2 separate regions of the Zea mays genome follow, and region 2 is linked to region 1. The links are chromatin contacts, called in public Hi-C maps. All regions are on one chromosome and are shown on one strand. The core of a region is the stretch at or near the end of the contact, and the rest is flanking DNA. Distances in the headings are between cores, read along the strand shown. Region 1 holds the start of LOC103638683 (SPX domain-containing protein 1). Region 2 has its middle 21 kb from the start of LOC103638685.

Region 1 (2,985 bases), core at 200-2,699:
TAAAAGATGTACTTGCACTCATGTACGAGATATAGCTAATTTCTCGCGAGAAATCAACGCAATTACCGCAGGCCACAATTTCTCGGCATAGATTAATTTTTAGCAACATTCCTTTGTTAATAGCGAGAATAAATGGACTCTTGCTATTTCAACTCAGTCACTAGTATGCATACTCAACGACACTGACATGTATTGTCCCTTGCTGACAAGCAACACAGCAATTCGTCTCTTTATTTGACCCATGTTAGCTATGGCAAACACTGATTGTTAGCCCCAGGAATCTAGAGGCTTCATCCCTAATTCACAGCCACAGTCCAGGCTAAGTTGCTACTAGCTACTACAAAACAAAATACATAGACAATAAACTTACCAGGAAGAGATAAACAACAACGGAGACAACAAAATTCTGGAAAACTAATCAACCATAAGAGTGACATGAAAGCAACACATGCGACGCGGCGGGACGGGAGTGTGCGGCGGCGGAGGACTTATTACCTGTGTAGTTGAGGGCGCTGTAGTTCTCCAGCAGCACCATCTCGCCGTGGAAGTCGACAATCTCCTTGCGCACCCGCATGAGCTCCTCCTTGGACTCCCGCCCGGCCGCCCTGGCCACCCGGTCCTGCAGCTCCTGCTCCACTCAGCCACGGCCAAGCAACCCGATCAGATCAAAGAACGCGAAAATCATTAGGGAAACAAGGGGAGGAAGGAGGGCGGATAGGGCGAGCAGGCACCTTCTGACGGATGATGTACTCCTCCTCTTTCTCGACGAAAAAAGAGTTGAATTTGTCGAGCTCAGCCTCCAGGAGCTGCATGAACTCCGCCTCCTCTGGCGTCATTGCCGCCGCGGCCGCGGCCGCGTCAGCCTCCCCGGAGTCGTCGCGGCGGGCCCGCTTCGGCTGCCGCTCAGCCCCGTTCCCGGCGCCGATGAGCTTGAGGCGCTTCTTGAGATCCTTGTAGGACAGGAACTTGTCGCGCCACTCCGGGAGCGTCTCCACGATCTGTCCGCTCAGGCTCTTGCCGAACTTCATCGCCGCCGCCGCCTCCTCCTAGCCGCAGTAAAGAAATGAGATTCGCGGAGGGGGAGTGGATGAGTGGTGGGGTGAACGGATTGCGCCGGTGATCGTCGCGGTGGCGGGCGGCTGATGGGGTGGTGAAATAGAGGGGAAGGGAAAGGGGGGAGACGAACGGACGGACGGAAGGATATGCGGGGCGGGGGAGGTGGGAAGCGGCGAATATTCGCGTGGAAGGATATTATTGTTGCGGTGCGTGCGCGACGCGAGTTTTATTCCTCGCCCTCTCACTCGCCGCCGAAAAGGCCACTTCGATGGAAGACGCCGACGTGAGGTGGACGGAAGCGGAGACGGGGAAGACAGGGACCCGGGGGCCGGGGCCGGGTGGGGGTGGTCTGGTGGGGCGTTCGGCTTCGGCCGTGGAGCTATGCGGCAAAACTGGCACGTGTAGTCGGGCACGCAGCACAGCTGCACAGGACGGGGGCTTGCTTGGTGAGCTGACACGATCACGTACCCACATGGAAGAAGGTTGCCACTGGCACCGTGGCTGTGTAGTTGCTGGTTTTGTCCAAGTGCTGGCGTAGTGGCGTTTGGTTGACATCCGCCGACGGGATGCCAGGGATGAGCTACTTTTCACGAGATAGAATACATGAATTTCAGACTAGTTTGAAAACTCTATCTTTTCAAAAGATTCCTATTTTAACAATAGAAAATAAACTATTTTTTTGGCGAAATAAAAATCCCTTAGAAAAATGAGCTTACCAAACTAGCCCTTTAAAAAGTTCTCTTAGAAACTCGCTTATTTTTATAAGGAAGAAAATATAGGAAACGCTCATATTTCAAGAGTTAGACTATCTCCAACCGCTTACTCATCCACATACACATATTTAAACTTCACTTTTCAAACAGTGCAGTCTATAATGTAGAACGGTGTCTTGGGTGATCATATGAGTGGACTGCTGGACATGGTCTTAGTCTAATGGAGTTCAATTTAAAGACATCAAGCATTTGATTTGGGGATATGAAGGACAAGAACAAAGTTATTGGTGGGAGGTTTATTCGCTCACCGTGGCAAGTTAGCCAGCGAACCAAGATCTTTGTAGGTCTTCAATAAGTCTTCTAATATCTTGTTTTGACGTGTTGATCTTCTTGATCGCCATGTTGCCTTCACCCAAGTTCATGATGTATCCTTTGAACTATATTCATAAACACTAACAAACAACATTAGTTCAAATGGTTATGTTGATCACTAAACACCAAAAATCGTTAATCAAATGGGTCGAGGTCCGCTTTCCTTGTAACAAGCTCTACCAGTTACTACTCTTTTGACACTATCTGTCATAATGATGATTACTATTGTGCCACCTACACCGACAATGCCAACCAATTAGACAAGGGGCTCCACCCCCAAATGGTTGTTGTACCTTTAGCGCAAGAGTTGACACCTTCTGCAACATGTTGCCAGGACCGATTAGATGCCTCGTCAGACTCCCTCCCCCGTAGATCTCTCTTGTTCCACCAGCTGGCCAGTCAACGCTAGAGACAGGGCTCATCCTTTGTGGATACATGACTTCTTCCTCGCTAGAGACAGGACACTCTCCTAATATAGTTTGAGCTCAGGCCTCACCATTTAGTACCTGGCACAACTATTTATTTTCCTTCTTAGGACCCTTAGGTTTTGTCACTGTTGGTGCTTGATGCCAAAGAGGAAGAGGGGAGTATGTGTTAGGGGGAGAGGTCCAAGAGAGGGTAGTATGTAGATAGGAAGAATGCTATTGATAGGGCGAATGAGAGATACACATGAGTTTGATTTGTCATGTGCTTTATGTGTGATACTCTCATATGCACTCTCTTTCACATGCTCATGCATTGTATTATACACCTTATAATGTTGCACATGCATGATATGTGTGTGTGATGATGTGACATAACTTGTTTCTACTCCATCTTAAAATATGTCACATATGCTTGTTTA
Region 2 (2,700 bases), core at 3-2,502, 75 kb after region 1:
GAGTTGGAGCCCTAAAACTTTGGAGGCCCTGTGTGATCAGTCCATATGCGCTGGGCGATGCACGGGGCTGGCTATTACTAAATTAAACTGAAAAAATGATGTTCTTCTCCTCGCCAAACTCATTGATTAAAATCAACTAGTCATATGCACATGCATTGCTACGGTTTATATATATAACATAGGATAAATTTGTTTTAATAAAGCACAAAATATATGTTTTTATTGATTAGGTATGTGTGAATGTGGAGCCAGCAACCAAGGTTCAAACACTCACTTATACATAATTTTAACTTATTTTTTACATAAACTCTTCTATTATAGTAGTAGAGAAGAGATTATAGGAGTGCATGTTGATTCTAAAAATGTATGGTTTTTTTAAAAAAATATTAACATGGGACGACTGTTGAAACCGATGCTTTAATATAGTAAAGATGTGACATTAAATTAAGAAACCAGTCTTTTTTTGTTGCAAAGATTAATGTCAATGTTGTACTCCCCCTATACATTTTTCTTCTACGTATATGTTCTCGGCACAGTGACCAAGTTAGGAGGAAACTTGCTTCGTTTTTTTATGTTAAATGGGATGTCACAATTGTTGGGCCCATGCCTGCATGTAGCTAGCAACTGACTGTAAACAACTCAACGGTCAAGCAGCTGGAATGTCTGCACGCAGTACTCCGCACACAGAGACAGTAGTGAAAAGACCACCTACGATTCCCAATGCGGTTGGCGACAAAGAAAACTCGAAATGTGTTTTTCTCGTGGATACTTTCATATTTAACTCAATCCACGTATACTAAAATAGACTAAATTATAACTTAAACTAATTTACAATACAATCTATCTCAATATACATTGATTAAGGTGAATACAAGAGTATTCAAACAAGTCCTGAAGAAAAATGGAGGAATGGGAGTAATTTAATTTCCTCCAACCTATTGTGCAATCTCTAACGGGCGACAGAAGTTATATTCAATGTGTCACCAAATACATAATCCACCAATGGGGTAAAGCGGCGACTTGGCATTGTTGGACGCCAAAGCAAGTTTTTTTAAAAAAAAACAAACAAAAAGAAGGTGTACATGGAAGAGCACAGATGACGGGGCGCAGAGGATCCGAGCAAAACTCCAATATTCTACATGTAGCCTCTTTTAAGAAAGTACGGGCATGACCAGAGCACGCTGGGGGCAGTGGAAGATTCGGCGCATAATCCGTTCCGGAAGGGGAATATCCAATGGGATATGTCAAGATCCTCTGCGCGTCCCTGTCCCAGCCTTCAAAGCCTCGGTCCTTCTCTGTCAGTTTCTCTCTAGTCTCCAGTACCAACCATTCAACGCAACTCCCCGCGCCGTTGTTTCGAAATGGCAGCACACGGCTGCCCAGCCACCGTATCAGAGGCCTTGGGGGCTTCACCTCAGTTTACTCCGTGTGCTGGGCATTCTTGCTTGCCGAAATACAGTGGTTCTTCTTGAGCTGGAGTTGATAATGTAGTAGCTCTCGTTCTTCCGAGTTCTCGTACGTGTGGCACACTCCACGTGGTAGTGAGTGTCTCTATCATTATCTTAAGGATTAAAAAATCTGTTCGGTAGCCGCCCGCCTAGATTTATTGAGGAAGAGGCCAAATCTGAAATAGATCAAAAAAAAAACCCAAGTGGCCACTTGTACTAACGGTCAAGTCAGGTGACATTGGTGAGTAGTAGCCAGAAAAGTATGAGATCCATAGCGCGGTCCACCTAAGTCGACAATAAAACATATCTGTTTGATGTTGACATCGACAAAGATGTACATGCTAATTCGTTAAGCTTTAGGTCCAGGTGGACGACCATTATATGGGGTCGTAGTGCTTTTACTTGTTATAATTGACCATAGGTGGTACGGACATGTTATTTAGACGTGTTTTTAGGTTTTATATTTTAGAGCATATATAGCTACAGTCATATAAATAGTTGTGATGATCGTATTAATGTTTATAGAAATTTGATAGGATAACGGGGTGGAGGTCTTTTTTTTCTCCTTAGCTAGCCGTGGTTGTCTTAACCTCTTGTACTTTTCTTTCTTAACTACACTGTGTTGTGCTCTATCTCTATTCGGAAATCATGGTTTTGACCCGGATCGCCTACATGGTTACGCCTTTTTAATTTGTTGTTGTAAGAGATAAGTATGTGCCGTTTCGTTCATCAATACTAATGCGGCAAAACCGATAAACAATTGCAATGACGATGCACAGAGAATTATAGCTTTCCCATTTTCACCGCGGAAGAGGATTTAGGAGAGACAAATCCTCATCTGCTTACATATTTCTAGGTCGAATATTCTTCTTCGAATTCGAGATAATTGGATATTTGTCATTAGATTGAAATTGTTTCGTCAAATTACCATCCAGTTGATATTTCATAGACTCAGATGAACTCATAATTTATAGGCACATTGGCAACTATAACAACAAAGCAACGTTCTAAGTGTGGTAAGATACCAATTATTCCTTTTAGGAAGCGGATACCACATCATATATATATACAATATATGCACATATAGCTTACAGAAAACGTGCACACATCACCATGGATGGAGCCACCGAAGTCAAGAAAGGGGACCCAGATGTTAGCAGGAAGACTTGCCGATCTGAATCGATTTATCTCAAGATTAGCATAACGAAGCTTACCATTCTTCGAAGTGCTAAAGTCAGCAAAAGTATTTCAT

Evidence for each region. A called contact is a pair of places that touch in the nucleus more often than the background predicts.
Region 2: a Hi-C map of leaf shows a contact between it and region 1, with 5 times the contacts expected there. The contact joins the enhancer-like site here to the promoter of LOC103638683 in region 1. A contact is called at or near these places in 18 of 25 Hi-C or Micro-C datasets (bundle sheath, ear, endosperm and 6 more) and 2 of 3 datasets of contacts at active chromatin or transcription factors (leaf and seedling).

Annotation. Positions count from the first base shown.
Region 1 is chr9:94,729,320-94,732,304 of Zm-B73-REFERENCE-NAM-5.0, forward strand. LOC103638683 (SPX domain-containing protein 1) reads right to left here and starts at 1,450. Exons shown (of 3, transcript XM_020544011.3): 1 at 732-1,450; 2 at 496-628. The coding sequence starts at 1,028.
Region 2 is chr9:94,804,024-94,806,723 of Zm-B73-REFERENCE-NAM-5.0, forward strand. No RefSeq gene overlaps it. Among protein-coding and RNA genes, the nearest start is that of LOC103638685, 21 kb to the right of the region's middle. Within about 2 kb of position 1,253, at least 18 of the 20 cell types and tissues checked have an H3K27ac peak or open chromatin away from gene starts, as enhancers often do. A contact at or near this core is called in bundle sheath, ear, endosperm and 5 more, where this site is marked.